Linked DNA regions of Mus musculus: all the other regions are linked to region 3. The links are chromatin contacts, called in public Hi-C, HiCAR-type, HiChIP or PLAC-seq and promoter capture Hi-C maps. All regions are on one chromosome and are shown on one strand. Each heading gives the region's core, a stretch centred on a gene start, on an enhancer-like site or on the middle of the called end of the contact. The rest is flanking DNA. Distances are from core to core; before and after follow the strand shown. Region 1 holds the start of Pard3b (par-3 family cell polarity regulator beta). Region 2 overlaps LOC105243939 (a long non-coding RNA gene). Region 3 holds the start of Nrp2 (neuropilin 2). Region 4 has its middle 110 kb from the start of Pard3b. Region 5 has its middle 82 kb from the start of Icos. Region 6 has its middle 41 kb from the start of 9530026F06Rik.

Region 1 (3,017 bases), core at 185-2,684, 1.1 Mb before region 3:
CCTGGCATTTGCATGTGCTCAATTTTTACTATTTCCTGTGGAAGACTCAGCAGAGAAACGCCTGTGAGCCCACTTCACTGCGAATGGAGACAACATTAGTGTAGTTAATAGCTGGAGATAGTCCCTGAAGATACACTTCATGATCCTGCCTCCAACTATGCCTCAGAGGGTGGCTCAATGGATTTTTTTGTCTGGTTTTATGACAAAAATAATTCTGTCTTTGGTTTACCTAAATCAGTCTGTTAGATTTGCAACCCAACTAGGCTGTCTACTGTGTATTTCCTCCAAGTTGACTCAGTTTACATGACCCTCTTCATGGCCACTGACATTGAATAAGGTGCTTTCGTGGGACATAATCAATGTATATTGAATGTAGGAGTGTAAGTAGATCAGAACTCCCAGATCCATAATTTAGGACCAAACCATCCCCAGCAACTCAAACTCAGTTTAAGTTGACATAGGAGCAACTCTGGTAGGAAATGGAGGATACCCCGGGGGATCTTATGGATGCACTAAATTGCCATAAAAACTGTCAGGAGCCACTAGAGATTTAGATAGGAGGACCTGTGTTCTTTGCACCATAACCAGCTGTGTCACCTGCTCAGTTTCTGAACACCAGTCTGTTTTGATTTTGAATCTTTCAGTGCTGAAAATCGATGACTGGAGGGAAAAGTTCTAAATTGAACCGCACCCCCAGCAAGCCAAGCACTCTTCTTTCTGTACAAGGTAAGGGGAAAGTATTTATTTTCCAGCTCAAAGGAGCTGTTTACTTAAGAATTAAGGATGCAGACGTTACTTGTTGATCAGAACTTCTCCCCATACCTTGGGTTCAATTGTTCGAGGACAGGAACCTGCGAAATCATGACTCAAGGGTGTTCTTTTCGTCAACAGATGCACAAAGGGAGTCCCCCTTCAAAAGGAAAAGTGTAAACTTTTACACCCTATCATATTTGGATTTTGGGTGTGATCTTCGGTGGAACACTTGGCACCTGCACAGTGGCCTTAAAGTTCCCTCAGCTTAGCTAGCTCTCTTGTGGCTCCAAAGCAAAAGCTCTGCCTTCAGTCAGTCCCACCTCTCAGTACTTCAATTCTATGGCTACTTTAGAAGGTGTGGCAAAAGCACCTGCTCCGGAGCTTCCCTTGAACCTCCCTCCAACTCTCATTTTAAGGGAGTTGCTAGGCCAGTTTCCTATCTATTCCAAGTGTGCTTTATGAGATCCGGTTTCAATTCCCCTGTGGTAGCTCCCAGATCCCGTTACAATTCCCGGAGCTCCTTGTACATGTGAGGGAGAAAGAGAACCAAGTGCGGGCAACAAGCTACCCAAGGTCTAGTTACTGGGGCAACCCCGGGCTCGGTGCAACGCCTCGGTGCGCTCTGTGGTCCGCGAGCGCCGCGGCCCCTTTAAGAGCCGGGCCCAGGCTGGCCCGCGGGCCGAGGGAGCCCAGAGCGCCGCGCGCGTCGGAGGAGTTGGGAGCCGGCGCAAAAGTTTCCTCCCAACTCTGGCCCCGCGCGCCGCCGCCGCCGCCCACTCCAGCCCGGGGCCTGGGGCCGGCCCTGCCACGGTCGCTAGGGCCACCGCCAGAGGCAGGGCCGGGCCGGGCCGCACCCGCAGTTTCACTTTGGCGCGTGGAGCCTCCGCTTGCGCCCGGCCGACCCTCCGCGTCCCCGCGTCTCCGAGCCCGCGTTCCCGCCCTCGGCCTCCCGTGGGGCTGCAGGGGAGCAGCTGTGGGTCCCGGTCCCGGAGGCACGCGTGGGACAGCGTCGTGTCCGCCCCACGTCCCCCGACGGAGGGGCTGTGCCTGGGGGCCAGGCACCTGTTCGGCCCAGCCCCGCGCGGGAGCCCAGGGCCAGGATGAAAGTGACAGTGTGCTTCGGGAGGACGGGCATCGTGGTGCCCTGCAAGGACGGCCAGCTCCGGGTCCGCGAGCTCACCCAGCAGGCGCTGCAGCGGTACCTGAAGACCCGGGACCAGGTGAGGGGCGCCGCAGGGGGCGAGCATGGGGCGCGACCACCGCGGGGCTCACTTAGTAAGTGTCCTAGGCCACGCACCTGCCCGTTGCCTTGGACCAGGTGGCGCTTTTTCTGGGGCTCAGATCACCCCCAGCGGCTGGTGAGCGCTGCCTGCAGCCACAACTTTTGCAGGCTGCTAATTTAAGGGACCCAATTAGCCCTGTCTTGCTATCCAGAGGCTGGAGAAGAAATGGCGGCATCCCACTCACTTGAGGGGTCCTTACAACTCCGCCATCTGGGGCCTACTCCCAAGTCCACACACCCAGTCTGTTCTGTAAGACAGCCCCAGGTGTTTGAGTAGGGGTCCAGAACCTACTTGTGGGGACACTGTGATGTTACCCTGTGCTGCTCACCTGAAGTGTGATTTCTGACCAAGTCCCGCCTTAAGGAGGCTCCTTGGAGTTTGAGCATTGATTGGCTCAAGAAACACCTCCAAAGTTATAGCTATTGGTGCTTTGAGAGTTCTCAGCTTGATGGGAGGTCTCCCAGTGACCTGGGCAGGAGGTGCTCCAGTGGGGATGCTGCCCTTATGCCAGCTACTGCACTGGGGTGTATTCAGCGAATGCCACAGTTTCTATGAGTCATAGCTAATGAGAATGGTTGTAGTGGGTTCTGGGTTACTCCCAAAGTAAGGCTGACCCACTGTTCTGCTGCTCAAGTTAGGAATAAGTAGCAGCCAAAAGCCAGCACACAAGTGGCAGGACTCCAGCACTCTGGTCAGGCATCTGGGTGACTTGTGAGAGTTCTGGTTTCCTCTATGGAACCTCTAAATGAACTCTCTAAAAAGCACCTTTAAAATTGTTTCAGTTCGTCCATGGCCTGTTTCGGATGCTTCAACGACCTCGCGAACAGATAAGCCACAAACTCTTGTTTTAGTAGACAAACTCCTGTTTTAGTCCTTTTAATATTTGTTCGCATAATGCTCGTTGTAAACTATAGTCCAATCTTGAGATGAAAAACTGTAATTTTAATGTCATATATGTTATCCAAAGTATAGAAATCACTT
Region 2 (3,455 bases), core at 488-2,987, 1.4 Mb before region 3:
AGGGCAGACACTGTGGAGCAACAGTTCTCAAACTGTGGGGTCATGACCCCTTTGGCAGACGTCTATCTCCAAAATTATTTACATTATGATTCACAACCATAGCAAAATTACAGTTATTAAGTAGCAGCAAAGAATTGTGGGTTGGGGTTAGTACAACTTGAGGAATTGTATTAAATGGTATTAGGTTTAGAACTGCCACTGTAGAGACTATTTGATGATGTCCTGGGATCAATACCATGCTTCATCATTTCTGGGATGGTTGATTTTGTCAACTCGACACAACCTAGAATCATACAGAAAGTATCTCAATGGCTTTGTCTACATTGGGTGGGCCTGTGGGCATGTCTGTAGGAGCTTGTCTTCATTAAGTTAATTGAGGTTAGAAGATCCAGCCTACTGTGGGCAGTACCATCCCCTAGGCTTGGGATCTTGAACTGTATAAGAATAGAGAAATCAAGATAAGTTCAAGCTCAAGTAAGCAAGTATTTATGCACCCATTTCTCTCTGCTCTTGACTGAATGTGATATAACTAGCTATTTGAAGTTCCTGCCTTGACTTTCCCAACCTGATGGACAGTAGCATGGAATTTTAAGCTGAAATGAATCCCTTTCTCCCCCAAACTGGTTTTGTCAGGATATTTTATCATAAAAATAGGAATGAAACAAGAATATGCCTCAAACAGAATTCTTCCTATCCAAGAAAAGCAAACCCCTATTTAGTTCTGCAATTCTTTCTTAGTCAAGCTTTCTCCTACTTAAACCAAACACATTTCTGTCTATCACAAATCTCTTGAAACAAAAGGTTCACTGATATTTAATAAGAATCTCTCTGACATCCTTACTGGTAAAATGCTTTAAGAATTGTTTTATTATATAAAGAATTCCTATGGGAATTTGAGATGGATAGGCCAATTTCCACTTGGTCTGACTACCAATGCAAAGGATAATAGGCTCAGCATCCCTGGCTATGGGAACTCTGATGCCCAGACCAAAATGCTTAAGAGAGTCCATCAAACTATTATGGCTTGACTGCTGGAACACTTCCCACCCACACTACACCCTGTTTCTTACAGCTACACATATTTACAGGTATGTTAAGTTCATTAATAAGAGTGGAAAATGGCTGTCTGAAAATGCAGCAATGGATCACCTGTCAGATCTCTGAGAGCATTTGCTTACCCGTATTCAGCTTGCTTGTTTCATCTTCTCAGGATAAAAATGCTTAATAATTTATGACTGCAAGGTTTTACTTCTTGCCCTTGTGCTGTCAGACCTGTGTTAGTTACCTCCTGGAGAAGTGTGCCCAGTTGGCACAGAGAACTATTAAGTCAGCGATGCCTTGCTATCACTGTGGAACAAAAGTGCTTCCTGTTCATGATAGAAATCACCCCATATCATTATTTGTCAGCCTGTTACCGAGCAGCTGACAGATTCCAAATTCCTGTTGTAAGAGACAACCCTCTCCTGCCTTGTCCAGCACTTCTAGTTTGCAGCCGAACTGCAAATGCCATCCCAACGGTATTAGGTGGCTCTTTTTCTTTCTCTATGTTCATGACAAGAAACAAGAAAATGAAAAGTTGTGTGAAGTTGAGAAAATTGCAGAAACCTGGCAGGGGATGACTTTCACCTGGGCAATTTGTCAGTTCCAGGGGGATGTCTGAAGTGAGTTTTTAAGAATAAGAGGCATCCGGTTCTCATTCCAACTGGTTTGCCTGGTAATAATTATTGCAATATGGAACAAGATCCCCAGCCTTGCATTGCACCTGTGCAGGCTCAATAGCTACAGCTGGCCTTCAGTGTTAGTTAACACTGAAGACAAAAGTAAAACTGCTCTTTATTATCCCAATACATTATCTTCTTCCACATGCAGCCTGCCAAGGTTACGCTTACACATGTGTTCCTGTGGCCTTGTGGGGAGGAGGTTGGGTGCCTCTTGGACCTCCATTCTCAGGTTTTCTTTCTCCAGGGCAATGAGTGAGCTAGATTGGTAGTGGCCTGAAGTGGCACAAACCACTCAGATGATAGGACTCGTCTGTCATTCAAATCACATGATAGGCACATGCTTTCAACTTCTGAAGTCTCACTTTAGTATCTGATCCCACTGGATCTGTGGGGAATCTATAGATTAAGATAATACAAGCAAAAGATTAACTTTCTTTCAAGTGTGGATTTGGAAAGAATACAGGGTCAAGACCTCGAGACTTTAATCCTTTAGTCACCCATTTACAGACCTCTTTAAGCCTCTTAATTGTTGTGCACTGTGTATAGAAAAAAATAACTCGAGAGTGCCCTTCCTTATACCAATGCTCTGGGGATTAACACATGTTGAAAATCCCTCTGCACATGTGAAATGCTGTATGAATAATATCCACTGTCAAGAGCAAACATCACTAAAGATATCCTAAGTATCTTGAGCCTGCTGCCTCTTATGCAAACTTAGTCAAGCATGTACACACATATAATCACAAACCCACACATACAAATATGAACACACACACACACAAAGATATACAAACACACATACATACACACTTACACACAAATACACACACACATACTTACATATGCACACAAATACACACACATACTTACACATGCACACACATGTATACATGTACACACATGTATATGCACACAAATATACCATACACACACACACTCACACACACACACACACACACACACACACACACACACACACACACACTGGGTACTAAAGAATTTATTGATGTTGGTTCAAATGCACTCAGTACGTGCTTACCTGACAGTTGTTTGACCTCTTGACCTTTCTAGACCTATTAACCTATAATTTTCCGTTGAATTCTAAAGCAGTGAACACAGAGTGAGGACCATATGTAAATGCTCCCCTGGCAGTAAAGACAGGGTCTATCAGTGTCTCTGAGCTCTGGCTTTATTTATAATGTGTGCTAGCATCAACCATTTCACAAATACTATCTTCCAGAACTGCTGTGCTATGCAAAACTAACAAAGGAACTGTGAGAGAGTCAGTGGCTGGTATAATGCACAGCACAGTGCTGAGGGTAACAAAATAGTTGTGTAATTATTCCCGGCATGACATGTTGAGGCAAAGAAACTTTAGCTTCTTTTAAACAGTGTCTGTCAATTTCCCTGTATCGGTGTAGAAATCAGCAACATGCACCATTTTACCCATCAGTGTGATGCCCAATTATTTGAAAAGGGTGAAAACTTTTGCCTCTTCCAAACATGATGGGCATAACCTTTAAACATTGGCAATGGCTGGGATGTTTCATGTTATAAATTTCCCAAACATATTTGTGAGTTTTCACTTGCCATCAACTTCACATTCTGTTCAAATTAGAAAGTAGTAACAACACTTTGCTTGTCTCTCTTAAGATTCAAATTTATAGCCACAAAGATGCTTAGCTGGGCTAGAATGACCATGTAAATGCTAATAGAGATTCTGGGCTCTGCTTT
Region 3 (3,082 bases), core at 13-2,512:
ATCACTTCTGATTCAATTTTGTTTGTGTTTATCTCCATGTAAATAACAGTTAAGTGAGAGTTACAGATTTTTTTTTTCAAACACTGGCTGTGATAAACAACGCTAATGGCAAGTCCAGATAAGGAGAGAAACCACCCAGAAGAACCCATAAGTCCACGCTAAGGGGGAAAAATGGTATAGTCAGATGTTCATGTCCCTTCTCACCCAAACTTTATGTTTCCTAATCTTCAGACTGCTAGGAAGGGGACTGAAAAGGTTGCCAGGTGTGCTCTGTTGGATCTTGATCATGGTAAAGCAAGGGTGCCTGGTGAATATGACAGTTGGGGATCACCCAGCCACCCTCAGAAACAAAGATGCAAGTGTTTTCTCCAACTGTTAGCTTATAGCGCCTTGAAACAGTTTTCATGTCTCCACTTAAAAATAGGTAACACAATGCTATTTTCTTTCTGTCAACATTGTGACCACAATACCTTGGGGAAACATGAACAGAAGTAGTTACAGTAGCAGTCCAAGAGGCCTCCCTGTACCTATACTATGTTGGAAGCTTGAAGGTGTATTGGGTGGCCAGGGGTGGGGGTGGGGAATTTAATTGCCCGGAGAAATTCTTTATTCAATAAAATCGTCCCTCGTTTACAGATAGTTACAAGTTAAGGGCACATGTTGAAGTAAATCCTAACCCAGACCGCAGAGGATCCTGTTTGGGACACAACAAAGGATCTGAGAAGTAAGCCCAAGAAGTATTTGAGGTTTGGTTCAGAGAAGGCTAAAGGCTGACTGTGTGTGTCGCCGCCACGCTTTGCTGCCTCTGGGAACACAGAGCTGAGCCGCGGACTGGCTCCCTACGCCAAACGCGGTCCGCCACCCAACTCCTTCTGTAACGCCATTGCAGGTGGCATTGTGTTGGATTCTGAGTGTGTAGCATCTGAGTCTCGGAATTTAGGGGAAACAAGAATTTCCCGGGCTCCGCGGAGTTTCCCTCCGGCAGAGGCAGCGCGCCCTGAAGGGAGGGCGCTCCTTGCTCCGGGTGTGACACACCCGCAGCCCCGCACGAAGGTGCGTGGGGCGGGAGGGAGGTGCGGACTGGGAGAGGGGCGGCAGGGTTGCGTGGCACCTTAACTTTGATCGCGCGGCCGCGGGGCTGCGAGCCACCGCCGCCCCGCCCGAGCTGGGTGCCGCGGTCCTCGGCTCTGCGCCGCGCGTCTCCGCGGCTGCCTCTTTAATCAGGAACACAGAAGGGGCGGGCCCTGAGCGGGCGCGTAATCGGATCGCTCTGCCGCGGCTCTGACATCCACATGCTGCTCGGCCTGAAAAGGCGAGGGGGGAGCCGGAGGGGAGGCAGAGGAGGCGAGCAAGGCACCAGCCTGCAGCCCGCCCCCGGCACATCCTCTGAAGCACAGACACTCGGCCGGGCGCTGGGCGAGGTGGAGGTGAGGGCGGGCGCCAGCGAACTCGGAGAGCCGCTCGCACACTCGCGGGCGATCCCAGCCGCCGCACCCGCAGCAACACCAGCAGCACCGGCCGCAGCAGCTTCCTGCCTCGCACTCCCCTCCAGAGACTGGCCAAGCGGGTGTAACCGCCGGGGGAGGCTCCAGCTTAGGGGAACCCAGAAAGGACAAGAGCCGGACGTCTGACTGCTTACCACTCCGCCTGTCCAGCGGTCGGTGCCTCTGCCCGCGTGTGTGTCCCGGGTGCCGGGGGACCTGTGTCAGTTAGCGCTTCTGAGATCACACAGCTGCCTAGGGGCCGTGTGATGCCCAGGGCAATTCTTGGCTTTGATTTTTATTATTATTACTATTATTTTGCGTTCAGCTTTCGGGAAACCCTCGTGATGTTGTAGGATAAAGGAAATGACACTTTGAGGAACTGGAGAGAACATACACGCGTTTGGGTTTGAAGAGGAAACCGGTCTCCGCTTCCTTAGCTTGCTCCCTCTTTGCTGATTTCAAGAGCTATCTCCTAGTGAGGTGGAGATATTCCAGCAAGAATAAAGGTGAAGACAGACTGACTGCCAGGACCCAGGAGGAAAACGTTGATCGTTAGAGACCTTTGCAGAAGACACCACCAGGAAGAAAATTAGAGAGGAAAAACACAAAGACATAATTATAGGAGATCCCACAAACCTAGCCCCGGAGAGAGCCTCTCTGTCAAAAATGGATATGTTTCCTCTTACCTGGGTTTTCTTAGCTCTGTACTTTTCAGGACACGAAGTGAGAAGCCAGCAAGGTAAGCCCTTCAAAGTTTTTCTATTCATTTTTACACGGTTTCCCCTTTAAAGGCGACAGCTAATGGAGAGAAGCCACTGAGAAGCGCTCATGAGGAGGCTCCCTCAATACTCAATCATTTAAAGGGAGATCTCAGCGGCCTTCTTTACACCACCAGGGCTGCTAAACCCAACTTTTCTCTCTTGCAAAGGGAGTGTGTGTGTGTGTGTGTGTGTGTGTGTGTGTGTGTGTGTGTTTTGTAACAGAATTTGGCGGTGTTCAGATGTCACATATGGACTGAATCAAAGGTTTAAAAATACTACAAAGCCTTTGCATTACAGTTTTGGGGATTTTTTTTTCCTCCCTGTCTTGAAGCAGAACACATCTCCCTTGAGTTTCCTCAACCTAGCCAGTGAAATATAAATCATTTGCATTCCCTCCACTTAGCTACATTGAGCAATGTTAGCTGAAGGGCTTGGGAAAAAAAAAAAAAAGCAAGAGTCTAGCTTTGCTTTTCAGATGTGTGGATTCTTTGCAGACTGGGTGGATACATCTCAGAACCAGAGGGCTGAAGCTGGTGAAGCAAGCCAGCTTGTGACCGAGATGGGAGCTTTCCCGTGGGCAGTTGATGGTCCCCACTCTCTCCCGAATCCGTGTGTTTTCTGGGAAAGCGAATCATGTTCTTTAAATTTTTTTCTTAAAAGATAAAACAAACTGTATGACCCTCGGCAGTCTCTCCTCTTGTGAAGTGGTTAGAAACTTTTGAGTGGAATTTATTCTCAAGCACTGCCAAAAAGGGTGTGTGGACACGGGCTGCAGAGATAGGCACAGCAGGGCCTAGGAGAGGCCGGGGGCCAGCTCTTGTGGATTGCGACAAGGGC
Region 4 (2,979 bases), core at 476-2,975, 1.2 Mb before region 3:
ATTCTTGGATTTGAATTTCGTCCCCGCCCACCCCCACCTTCCCCCCCCCCAAAAAAAAGAGAGAAAAAAACATTTTTAGAAATTATGCCATAAACTTAAAATTACACCTTATGAACCAAATAAAGCGTTTCCATAAAGTGAAGTTCCGCCCACAGGCTACCAATTTGCACCCTCTGCTGAAAAGGTTTGAGTTATTAACATAGCTCCCACGGGGCTGATTATTCCTGCCAAGCGTAGTACTCACGCTTCAGGTAGCTGCCACGGGGTTAACGACGGAAGGTGCATGCGAAGCTACAGGCTGTGAGCTCGGATGCTCTGCTGCGCTTGGATTACCGAAATAGATGGAAGCAGAGTGTAAAGCTTGTCTCTGTGAACAAACACCTTCCAGAGAAGCCTCACTCACAAACCAAAAGGCGCTTTACTCTAACATCGAGTATCTCCCTCTAAACACCGGACAGAGAGGAAGGTACAGACAGGCGGCCCTCATCACCAAATCTCAGCTCCATAGACCGCAAAGTCATGGTTTTGTCTCAGTCAAGGGACTTCTTCATGGTTTCCCTTCAGCAATGTGTGAGTATAGCCCAGCGGTTTCAGACTACGGACTTTCAGGGCCCAATCCACTTGTTATCCTTCCAATGTTCTCCATCTGGTTGAACTTATTTGGGGAGGTGGTGGGACTCCAGGAGGTGGAGCCTGAAATCCTGGAACCAGTAAGTAGGTCGCTACAGCAAGGGCTTGGAAATGTACAGCCCGGCTATTGATCCAGCTTGATGTGATCAGCCCTTGCTCCCACTGCTATGCATGAGACAGTGCCCTGTGCTATGACACTAGGTCACTATGACAGCCTGAAACTTCAAATCACGAGCCAAACTAAAACATTTCTTACGTTCTTTCTCCCAGATATTTTTGGGCATGGTGATGCAAATCTAACAAATATACACCTTTCCACTAGCTATGTGACCACAGGCAAGTTACACTGTTTTCTCTCCGGTTCCATTTCTTCAAGGAAAAAAATAACAAGGTAGCATTTTTAATTAGTTAGCTGATTAATTAATTTCATGGGTGTGGGAGGAGAGGCACTCACATGCCACCACATGCCTGTGGAGGTTGAAGGACAACCTAGGGGAGTCTATTCTTGGCTTTGCTCATGTGGAACGCAGGGATGGACTGCAAATCATCAACACTGGTTGCAAGGACCCTTAGCCACGGAGCCATCTCACCTACACATTCACAGTATGGTGACCCTAAGTTTGCCGGGAGGATGAAAGGCGGCAATCATACGAGTGGACAGCACTGTGCAGTGACTGGCAGGACGCAAACATTCAGTAGAAGTATTTTAAATTGCTCCCTAACACTTTCTTATGAACTCGGAGAACTCCTGCGGTGTTTATTCTTCTGCTGAGAGAAAACATTTTCATGCTCTCCCCAGCAGACTGCCCCCTGACAGCTATTCTCTGAGAATCACTCTATGTCTTTTGAAGCAGAGGAATGTCCTTCAGCTGCAGATGTACTTTGCCAGAATAGTTCGTTCTTCCATTGCTTGGAACTTCTATTTTACACCACAGTTCTAGCCAGTCCTTGGGGCACCCAGATTTTCCCACATCTCACTTCTCAGGAGACACCTAAAAATGACGAGTCATTGAGCACAGCAAACAGCAATTCCTTTACAGGGGCCTCTGGGGACCTGTGGCATTTTGACCATCTGCAGTCATGGAAACAGATGAAGTGCAGGGGCCTTCGGAATGCTTTTAACTTGTGCTTCCAGAGGCTGTGACTGCTAATTGCTTCTCACTAGGCCTTTCCCCAGTCTTTTTAGAGAAAGTTTGAGCTGAGCACTTTCCCTTGTTGTAGGTGCCTTTCAGGAATTCTTAAAAAGAAGGTGGGTACCAATTGCTCCGACCTTTCCTCCATCATAATATTTTGTTGTAGGTATGGTGACTGGAGCTTCAGTGACTATTTTGGCCTATGAGACATATAGTAGCAATTCTGAATGTCTAGGCTGAGAAAACAGACTCTTACTCAGAAAACTCACAGGATTCCCCCCTTTCCAACCACATACGAATCCTTTATGAATCCTTTAAGCTTTCATATATTTGAACCAAGCAACACAATGCAACAGGGTATATTTAGTCGCAGATAGAATATTCAAATCCTTTTCTTTTAAACCAGATGGCTGTTGGGGGGAAATGTAAAATAGTATTACTCATCTCAATAATTTCTTATTTAGTAAAATATAATAAATCTATTATTGTTTCCATGCAATGGGTGTAAATTATTTTTAAATGAATTAAACAAAGATGCAAAAAAATTCTCAGTTTCTATTTCTAATGTGTAAACTACATAAGGGAAGGGAATGATCTTTTTTGGATAGGCATTTTTTAAGGTGTGTGTGGGGGCATAAAGTGAACCTGAAAGGGGGGAACTTGAAGTGGCCTTGTTCCATATTCAAGAAACAAAGAGTTGGGATACAGGGTACAAAAGGACCCCATTAACCTCAACTGTCTTTCTACATGAAGATTCTAAAGTTTTATATGCAAGCCACCCCCCTTAGGGTATTCTGTAATATTAAACTAGATTGCCCCTATTAACAGATACTTTCCTGCCTCTGTGAATTGGAATGAGGTCACCAGCTAAGAACAAACAAAAACAATTAGAAGTTGAAGCTCTTTTCTGAGCCTCCCTCTGCTGAGGGCACCAATTTACACTGAAGTGCCTTCCCTGACCCTTTTACATCTGGACTGTCACAGAGGTCTCATCGGAGGCCTTGCTGAGACCGCAGCCAGTCAGCTCTTCCTGACTCCACACCTAGGTGTAAGAGGACAGAAGGATTTCAGTGAGCTGTTCTGGTGCAGCCAGGGTAGGAGTGGGAGGTTCTTGTGTTTCTGAGAATCAGGCCCGGGTCACTTGGCTACCAGGAGCCTCTTGGCAGAGTGCCCAAATGGAGCTGTGGGGAGTGGGTGGGTAAGGGGCCCTGTCGAT
Region 5 (3,345 bases), core at 362-2,861, 1.6 Mb before region 3:
CTCCCGCGTTTAATTGTTAGCATGTGTTGGGTGAAGACAAGCTAGCTAGTTAAATCATGGATGCTTCCAGAGCTTGCTGGAGCTGATTTTTATGTACTCATTTTAAACCTTTGCATATATTGTCAAGGGTTCTTCCACTGCCTAGCAGAAGATCTAGAACTCACCTACACACACTTCATTGTAACTATCTATCTGTATCACAAAGTCCCATAGACTCTTCCTTTAAATTAGCCCACCACTTTCCTTTTTTCTCTGTTTACTTCTGTGACTCTAGTTCAGACTGTGGTGGTCATGTGAAAGGGATATGCTCATCTCTCTGTGTAGGGTTTTATTCCTGTTCTAGTTTCTACCATATCAGACAAAGTGTTATCTTCCTAAAGCAGCCATGTTTTCATAACGCATTCTCTAATGATGTCAAGACAGGACTGTGTGCCTCAGTGGCTAAGAACTTCTTCATCAACCTTACTTGAATTGCTTTTTCTCCTATCAAACAGCATCTCAACACCTAAGTCTTTTCTTCTCATTGAGTTTCCATGTACTACACTTTGCCAAGTGTACTTTCTCTTCTGACCAGAATTTCTCCATCTGATCTTATCCAGTGGCCACTGTCTTATGCATATTTTATGAATGGAGTTTTACTTTTGCTTATGTGAATTTTTGCTATGGCATTCAACTTCTCATCCAGACATCGTTTCATGTCTCACCACCATACATGTGTGTTGAAAATCTACTCCAAGGACCACCTTCTTCACGAAAACACTTGTAGTGGTCACTCATAAATGATTTTATCCTTTCTATCTATGCTATTCCCTAAGATTCATGAACTATTGAGCTTGGGTGTGTTAGCCATGAGGCTTTTTTATATAGGGTCATGTCATCTCACAACTGTCTCATTCACACTTCATTCATAAAATTCTAATGTGTCCCTTGAAGCATTGCCTCATTAAAGATAAAAGGCTTAGAACCACAGCTGGCATGGACTTGATCTTTGCTAGGTTTCCTACTTCTTCCCTTTTCCTTTTCCCAGAAGGTTATTGGATAATGTTGTCTCTTCCAATGCAGGCATTACATGCAATCATACAGTAGTTCTTAATACTTATTGACCAGAATGTGGTTCACCTACATACCCATACACCTGAATCTGACATTAAACACGATTATGCATGAACTCCTGGTTCATATTATTCATTTCTGAAATCAATATTTTATAATCCTGAAACCTAGCAATGTACTGCTGGAATGCTCTTGTCACCCTACTCACTGATACAGTTCAAAACTGGTCCAGAATGATTCTGTCCCGATGAGTCGCCGTTACCTCTTAGACACTTTGCCTTGAGACATGAGGGCTGTGACACCCGCAAGCATCACAGAAAGTATCCATTTTCCATTCTCACACTTGCCTTGCTTTTTTTCTCTTGGCACAAGAGGAGACCAGAGATGCAGAAATTAGGAAGCTGGGCTGAAGGGAGTCCAACTTTCCAGTTCTCCAAACGCTCTCCTGGAAAGCCGCACTTCTGAGGACGTAGTCGTTTTCACTCACGCTTCCAAGAGGGGTCTTGTTCTTCTCAGATGTTCTTTCGCGAACTTTTTAACTCACTAAAATTAAAACATTTGTTTCTGACTTCCCGAACATTGTTTATAGTTCTCAACTGCTGGCCAGAGTGAACAATTACCCCCTGGAATAAAAGCTCTCTAAATCATGTTTATTTCTGCCTCAGCTATTATCCATGAAAGCTTGTTTGAGTTTTCTGTAGGGTGATAAGATTGATGTTGCACACAATTATCGTCAGCCATGTATATCCTGAAAACAATCCCAGTTTGGCAGTAGTCGTTCTGAAAGCAATATTCCTTTGCTAGCCTGTGTTGTACTATGAAACAGATCCTTGCAGAGTATCTTAATCATCCAAATCTAAGATAACATACTATTTATTTCAAATGGTCAGCAATGTTCCAAATGCCACTACAAATTAGATTAGAAATTATCCAGTTCGAGTGTAAACATCCCACTAATTTACCTAGTGTCTGGGACTTTTATTTGATATTCAGGAATTTTAATAATTTAATGTTGTTTAGCTCTCAGTTCGACCTTTGCTTTCTGGACATTTAGAACTTCTCTGTATTTATTTAAGGAGATCAGAAGTGCTTGGGATAGGGGACTGGGGTTCTGACTGCCCGGGTGGTTGCTGCAGCAGCACTATAGCGTTTGTGAAGAGAAGGTGGGAGTAGTTTACAGACTTTTGTCTGTGTGGTTATAGAGGTGACCCTCTGGATCTGCTCTTTCACAGACCCACCAAAGTGGCCCAGCTCTGCCAAGAGAGTACCCTCAGTGACACAAAATTTAGCAAAACTGATAAGATGGCCAAATTCTGTTTGAGCATTCCCAGGATACCATTGAAACACATCCCCTGTGTGGTTAAGACTTTAGAATAAATGAAATCTTTTCTACTTTTTGCCTGTTAGTCCTTTAACAAATTTCTTAACCATCTGATACTCAGTTTCCTATCTGCAAAATGGGCATAAAAATATCTTCCTTGAGAGTGGACTGCAGAAGTTGAGTGAGAAGCATCTATCTAATATAATGTTAGAAGTTTCTGCTATCCAAAGTTCCCTTCCTTTTTTCTTTTTATTTATTTTATATTTTAGGAATCTGCTTAGAGATATGATGACTTATTTAAAGCTATAATCATTTGGAGTTGGAAAGGTCTCTTTCTTCCTCTTCCTTTTCTCCTTTATCTTCTCCCTCCCTCTCTGCCTTCCCCTCCTCCCTCCCTCCCTCCCTCCCCCTCCCTCCTTCCTCCCTCCCTCCCTCCCTCTCTGCCTTCCCTTCCTCCCTCCTTCCCTCCCTCCCCCCTCCCTTCTTCCCTCCCTCCCCCTCCCTCTCTCTCTCTCTCTCTCTCTCTCTCTCTCTCTTTCTTTCTTTCTTTCTTTCTTTCTTTCTTTCTTTCTTTCTTTCTGTTTTTCTTTCTTCCCTTCTTTTTGAAAGAGTTTTGTGATTTAGCTCAAGCTGGTCTCAAACTTCTAAACTCCTATCTTGGGACCCTGAGTGCCATAGACGGGTTACGGGTCTGCATTATCACCCCCTCCTTCCCTTTTAGACCATCAACCTTCTCAGTCACACTAATTCTCAAGGATCCATATGTTGAAGCATAAATTACTGATAACCTAAACTTTTAACCTACAAATAGATTTTTTTCTCTCTTGTTTGTTTGGTTTGCCTTAAATGCTTCTCCTGAAACTGGGTTATGGTGTCATGACTGAATGGCTACAGAGCCCTAGGAATTTGTTGGATTACAGATTTTTCCCATTCATAGTTATGTGGGGACCTACTATGTGTCAGAGGTTATT
Region 6 (3,152 bases), core at 601-3,100, 1.3 Mb before region 3:
TAAGGGACGGTTGATAATTTCCTTTACAAGAATGAAAAAGAAAACCAAAAAAAAAACAAACAAACAAAACAAAACAAAACAAAACAAAAAAAAAAAAAACCCTTACAGGAAGTGGTGTCTTTTTCCAGTAAAACAAACTCCCTGAGCACTGGGGATAAAGAGACCACCTGAGAGAGCAAAGCAAGACAGGTCACGCTGCCCTCTGCATTTGCCTTCCAGGACCACATTCTGTTGTAGAGGTAATGTTCCTTGCTGTGACTTTGTGCCATGACTCAAATTCATCCCAGCGTTAGGAAACCGGAGTCTAGTTTGCTGTGAGTCAAATTCTACAGCAAGGGTTTCTCCTGCAGATCCAGCCTAAGAGGCTCTACACCTGCCCAATTGGCCCAGAATATCCTGGGCTGGGCACAAACACAGCTCTCAGCATAACAACAGGCTGAAGCATCAGAGGGAGCAGGCGGGGCACCCTTCCACATAATCTCATGTCCACTCAAAGCAGGGTGTTTCTCATTACAGTATTATGAAATGGGAATCTTTTCTTTCTTATGAATAATAAATAGACGCCTGGAAACTAAAAGAATATGATAGGATTCTGCCAGTGGAGCTGACATTTAGAGAGCAGAAGTAGCAGAAGCAAAATTATTTTTTAAAAAATCAGTATGCTTTGTGAAACTTTCCATATTTTTAATTCACTTGCAACAGATAATTAGCTCATATATTTAAATTGGCCTGCTGAATTTTATTCAGCGATTTTTTTTTAAAGAGATCGCAGGCTATTTTATTTGTGCATTAGTTAAGCTGCTATACAGTATACAGAGACAACCCCAACCCCCACAACTCTGGTGTCTCCTTAAGAGATTGCTTAGGGCTCCATTGCTTGGCAAATGATCCAGATAGCGTTCTCTCAATGCAGACGCATCATTTTTCCAGCAAATTTTAAACTTATTTGAAGGAAGAGAGGGGGCGGGGAGGTTGTGGTTGAAAGATATGGGGGTCAAGGGAACGCGCTGCGGAACGTAGAATTTTCCTTGGCCGAGCTCAGGTACAAAGTGGGTGGTGGCTTGAGTTGCCTGGGCAGGAGAGTGCTATGGGTGACAGAGGGGACCTTCTGGGCAGGAACTCTATTAGGAATAGAGGCATCCTGAACGAGGGGCCACTGGAAGCAGCATTTCGCCCTTACTATCCGGTTTCAAACTCTGCTTTATTTAACTTAAAACAGCATCTTTGCGACGGTGGTGGCTCACGCCTTTAATCCCAGCACTTGGGAGGCAGAGGCAGGCGGATTTCTGAGTTCCTGGCCAGCCTGGTCTACAGAGTGAGTTCCAGGACAGCCAGGGCTATACAGAGAAACCATGTCTCGAAAAACCAAAAACAAACAAACAAAAACCCAGGATCTTTGTAGGAGAAGGGAGAAAGGTAAATTTCTTCAACTTGATTTGTTTATCTGAGCTCTTCAGGTGGTAAAGGGCCCTTCTCCCTGTGTAGCGAGGCTTGCTTTTCATTGTTGCCTTTGGTTAAGAGGTGCAGAGAACCAATCCTGAGGGATTACAGACACCGTGTATCATTTTATTCATATGCAGACCCTTTTCTTTCTCATTTCCGCCCCTTCCTTTCCCTCATTAACTATGTATCTGTCCCGTATTTTCTGCCGCCCTAGGCTGGCTGGATGGCGGGATTTGCTTTTCACTTTTGGGTCAGTGTTTCCGGAGTCCCTCCCCTTCCGGAGCCCTTCTTTCCTCTCAGAGGAGAAAGCCCTGCCTGACACATTTCAGCAGGCCGGGCACATCATGAGGTTGTCTGTATTAAGGGAGGGCAGGCAAGATTGTTTACTTTCTCAGAAGGCTAAACATCTCAGCTGGGAGTCCTTGACTGTGTGCTAAGGACACAGACAGAAAGTTCAAAGGGCATCAGAGAGTGCTCCTGCCACTGTGATTTGCATCTGAGTTCAATTCAACTCTGCTTTAAAGAGTCTCATTTGAATACACAGTACATTAGCTCCATCCCTGCTTCCTCTCCAATATGGGAAATACATTCGTAGCTCAGTAACCTTTCCACTGTCTAGTCCAGACAGCTGGGGAGAGGGTGGGCAGAGGGATCCAACAACTGCAGAGAAATTGTATTTCAAATGAATGTCTTGTCATCAGCTGCCTATGTATCCCTCAGCTGCACTCCAGGAAGAGATTTGCATATTTTTTTCTCCCTAATGGAAATACATATAGGATGAAGATTTTGTTTTGTCCATTTAAAAATATTGCTTTGCCCCGTTTGCTTGAGGGATTTCTAAATTCGTGATTGGGAGAAATGACTTGTTAGACTTAGGAAACTCAGAAGAATTTAGATGGCATGTCTGCCATTATCATCCGTGTGAAGAATTCCGCGTAGAAATTGCCTCCAGAATAGTTGCCTGCAAAAATTAATAAGTAGATTTATAATGTAAGGACATATGAATGTAGCTATGTGAAGGACCACCGATCTAAACCAAATCAGCCTGCAGAGAGCCCTAAATTATGCAGAAGGCTGAAATGACATTACTCAAATTGTCTATTCCCTTTCTTTCCATCTTCATGGGGATTCATATATACTTGAGGATCACTGTATGTTTTCTTAACTCCTTGTTTCCGTTTAGTCTGGGAGAGGTTTGCCGATGACTAGTGTATATAAGAAGCATAATATAGATGCTTAAAACCTACATAGTCTTTTCCAAATTAATGACTATATGGTTAATAAGAACAATTAATGATACTAACAATATCAGTACACTAACACTACTAATCCTCTAAGAACAAACAGGGCAGATCTTGCATATGTAATCTAGCCTTTTAGATATTAGTGAATTAACAGTGGGCACCTTAAGAAACTAAAGTCATCTTTTGTCTTTTAATTTGTTTTTGTTTGTTTTCAACAGTGGTATATATTCTTAATTCTGTTTCATTATAACACTTTGGTAGTATAGCAGTTGCTACTAAAACCTGTAGCATCTCCTACTGACAATTGCCAAGTGTAATCTTTATCATCTGAAGGAAGATTTGACTTTTGTAAATAGTGAGCTATCTGAAACCAAGATAATTAGTCAAGAGCAGCTAAGGTTTAGTAGGGTCTCCCACAAGCATAGCTATGGCAATGCGAAATGTGTTCTGAACTTAGTTGATTTC

Evidence for each region. Promoter capture Hi-C pulls out the DNA fragments that hold promoters and counts their contacts. Hi-C and Micro-C count contacts between places; a contact is called where the count stands out from the background. HiCAR-type assays count read pairs that join an accessible place to other places. HiChIP or PLAC-seq counts read pairs in DNA pulled down with a chosen protein or histone mark.
Region 1: a contact with region 3 is called in an H3K27ac HiChIP or PLAC-seq map of embryonic stem cells, with 10 times the contacts expected there. The contact joins the promoter of Pard3b here to the promoter of Nrp2 in region 3. A contact is called at or near these places in 14 of 39 promoter capture datasets (the 3T3-L1 cell line, the C10 cell line, the SN4741 cell line and 9 more), 21 of 484 Hi-C or Micro-C datasets (the HL-1 cell line, LSK cells, adipose-derived mesenchymal stem cells and 12 more), 18 of 115 datasets of contacts at active chromatin or transcription factors (astrocytes, bone marrow-derived dendritic cells, bone marrow-derived macrophages and 10 more) and 3 of 9 other capture datasets (adipose tissue, embryonic stem cells and liver).
Region 2: a promoter capture Hi-C map of second pharyngeal arch cranial neural crest shows a contact between it and region 3. The contact joins the enhancer-like site here to the promoter of Nrp2 in region 3. A contact is called at or near these places in 7 of 39 promoter capture datasets (cranial neural crest, frontonasal cranial neural crest, hippocampal neurons and 3 more), 1 of 484 Hi-C or Micro-C datasets (uterus), 13 of 115 datasets of contacts at active chromatin or transcription factors (the NIH/3T3 cell line, astrocytes, bone marrow-derived dendritic cells and 8 more) and 1 of 9 other capture datasets (adipose tissue).
Region 4: a HiCAR-type map of astrocytes shows a contact between it and region 3, with 8 times the contacts expected there. The contact joins the enhancer-like site here to the promoter of Nrp2 in region 3. A contact is called at or near these places in 4 of 39 promoter capture datasets (hippocampal neurons, liver and stem cell-derived epiblast-like cells), 6 of 484 Hi-C or Micro-C datasets (the HL-1 cell line, adipose-derived mesenchymal stem cells, cortical neurons and 1 more) and 12 of 115 datasets of contacts at active chromatin or transcription factors (astrocytes, bone marrow-derived macrophages, embryonic forebrain and 4 more).
Region 5: a Hi-C map of uterus shows a contact between it and region 3, with 7 times the contacts expected there. The contact joins the enhancer-like site here to the promoter of Nrp2 in region 3. A contact is called at or near these places in 7 of 39 promoter capture datasets (the 3T3-L1 cell line, cranial neural crest, frontonasal cranial neural crest and 3 more), 1 of 15 datasets of contacts at CTCF or cohesin (stem cell-derived epiblast-like cells), 31 of 484 Hi-C or Micro-C datasets (the N1E-115 cell line, Th1 cells, adipose-derived mesenchymal stem cells and 17 more), 16 of 115 datasets of contacts at active chromatin or transcription factors (VIP interneurons, astrocytes, craniofacial prominence and 11 more) and 1 of 9 other capture datasets (embryonic stem cells).
Region 6: an H3K4me3 HiChIP or PLAC-seq map of embryonic stem cells shows a contact between it and region 3, with 13 times the contacts expected there. The contact joins the enhancer-like site here to the promoter of Nrp2 in region 3. A contact is called at or near these places in 7 of 39 promoter capture datasets (the 3T3-L1 cell line, the C10 cell line, cranial neural crest and 3 more), 1 of 484 Hi-C or Micro-C datasets (nephron progenitors), 11 of 115 datasets of contacts at active chromatin or transcription factors (SST interneurons, VIP interneurons, bone marrow-derived macrophages and 6 more) and 3 of 9 other capture datasets (adipose tissue, embryonic stem cells and liver).

The regions. Positions count from the first base shown.
Region 1 is chr1:61,637,390-61,640,406 of GRCm38.p6, forward strand. It overlaps Pard3b (par-3 family cell polarity regulator beta), which reads left to right and starts at 1,435. Exons shown (of 23, transcript NM_001081050.2): 1 at 1,435-1,973. The coding sequence starts at 1,854.
Region 2 is chr1:61,329,909-61,333,363 of GRCm38.p6, forward strand. The region is part of intron 3 of LOC105243939 (a long non-coding RNA gene); the gene reads left to right. Among named protein-coding and RNA genes, the nearest start is that of 9530026F06Rik, 47 kb to the right of the region's middle. Within about 2 kb of position 1,738, at least 1 of the 459 cell types and tissues checked has an H3K27ac peak or open chromatin away from gene starts, as enhancers often do. A contact at or near this core is called in second pharyngeal arch cranial neural crest, where this site is marked.
Region 3 is chr1:62,702,055-62,705,136 of GRCm38.p6, forward strand. Nrp2 (neuropilin 2) reads left to right here and starts at 1,263. Exons shown (of 17, transcript NM_001077404.1): 1 at 1,263-2,223. The coding sequence starts at 2,151.
Region 4 is chr1:61,528,701-61,531,679 of GRCm38.p6, forward strand. No RefSeq gene overlaps it. Among named protein-coding and RNA genes, the nearest start is that of Pard3b, 110 kb to the right of the region's middle. Within about 2 kb of position 1,726, at least 41 of the 459 cell types and tissues checked have an H3K27ac peak or open chromatin away from gene starts, as enhancers often do. A contact at or near this core is called in astrocytes, embryonic limb bud, neural progenitor cells and 1 more, where this site is marked.
Region 5 is chr1:61,058,505-61,061,849 of GRCm38.p6, forward strand. No RefSeq gene overlaps it. Among named protein-coding and RNA genes, the nearest start is that of Icos, 82 kb to the left of the region's middle. Within about 2 kb of position 1,612, at least 4 of the 459 cell types and tissues checked have an H3K27ac peak or open chromatin away from gene starts, as enhancers often do. A contact at or near this core is called in uterus, where this site is marked.
Region 6 is chr1:61,418,216-61,421,367 of GRCm38.p6, forward strand. No RefSeq gene overlaps it. Among named protein-coding and RNA genes, the nearest start is that of 9530026F06Rik, 41 kb to the left of the region's middle. Within about 2 kb of position 1,851, at least 6 of the 459 cell types and tissues checked have an H3K27ac peak or open chromatin away from gene starts, as enhancers often do. A contact at or near this core is called in embryonic stem cells, where this site is marked.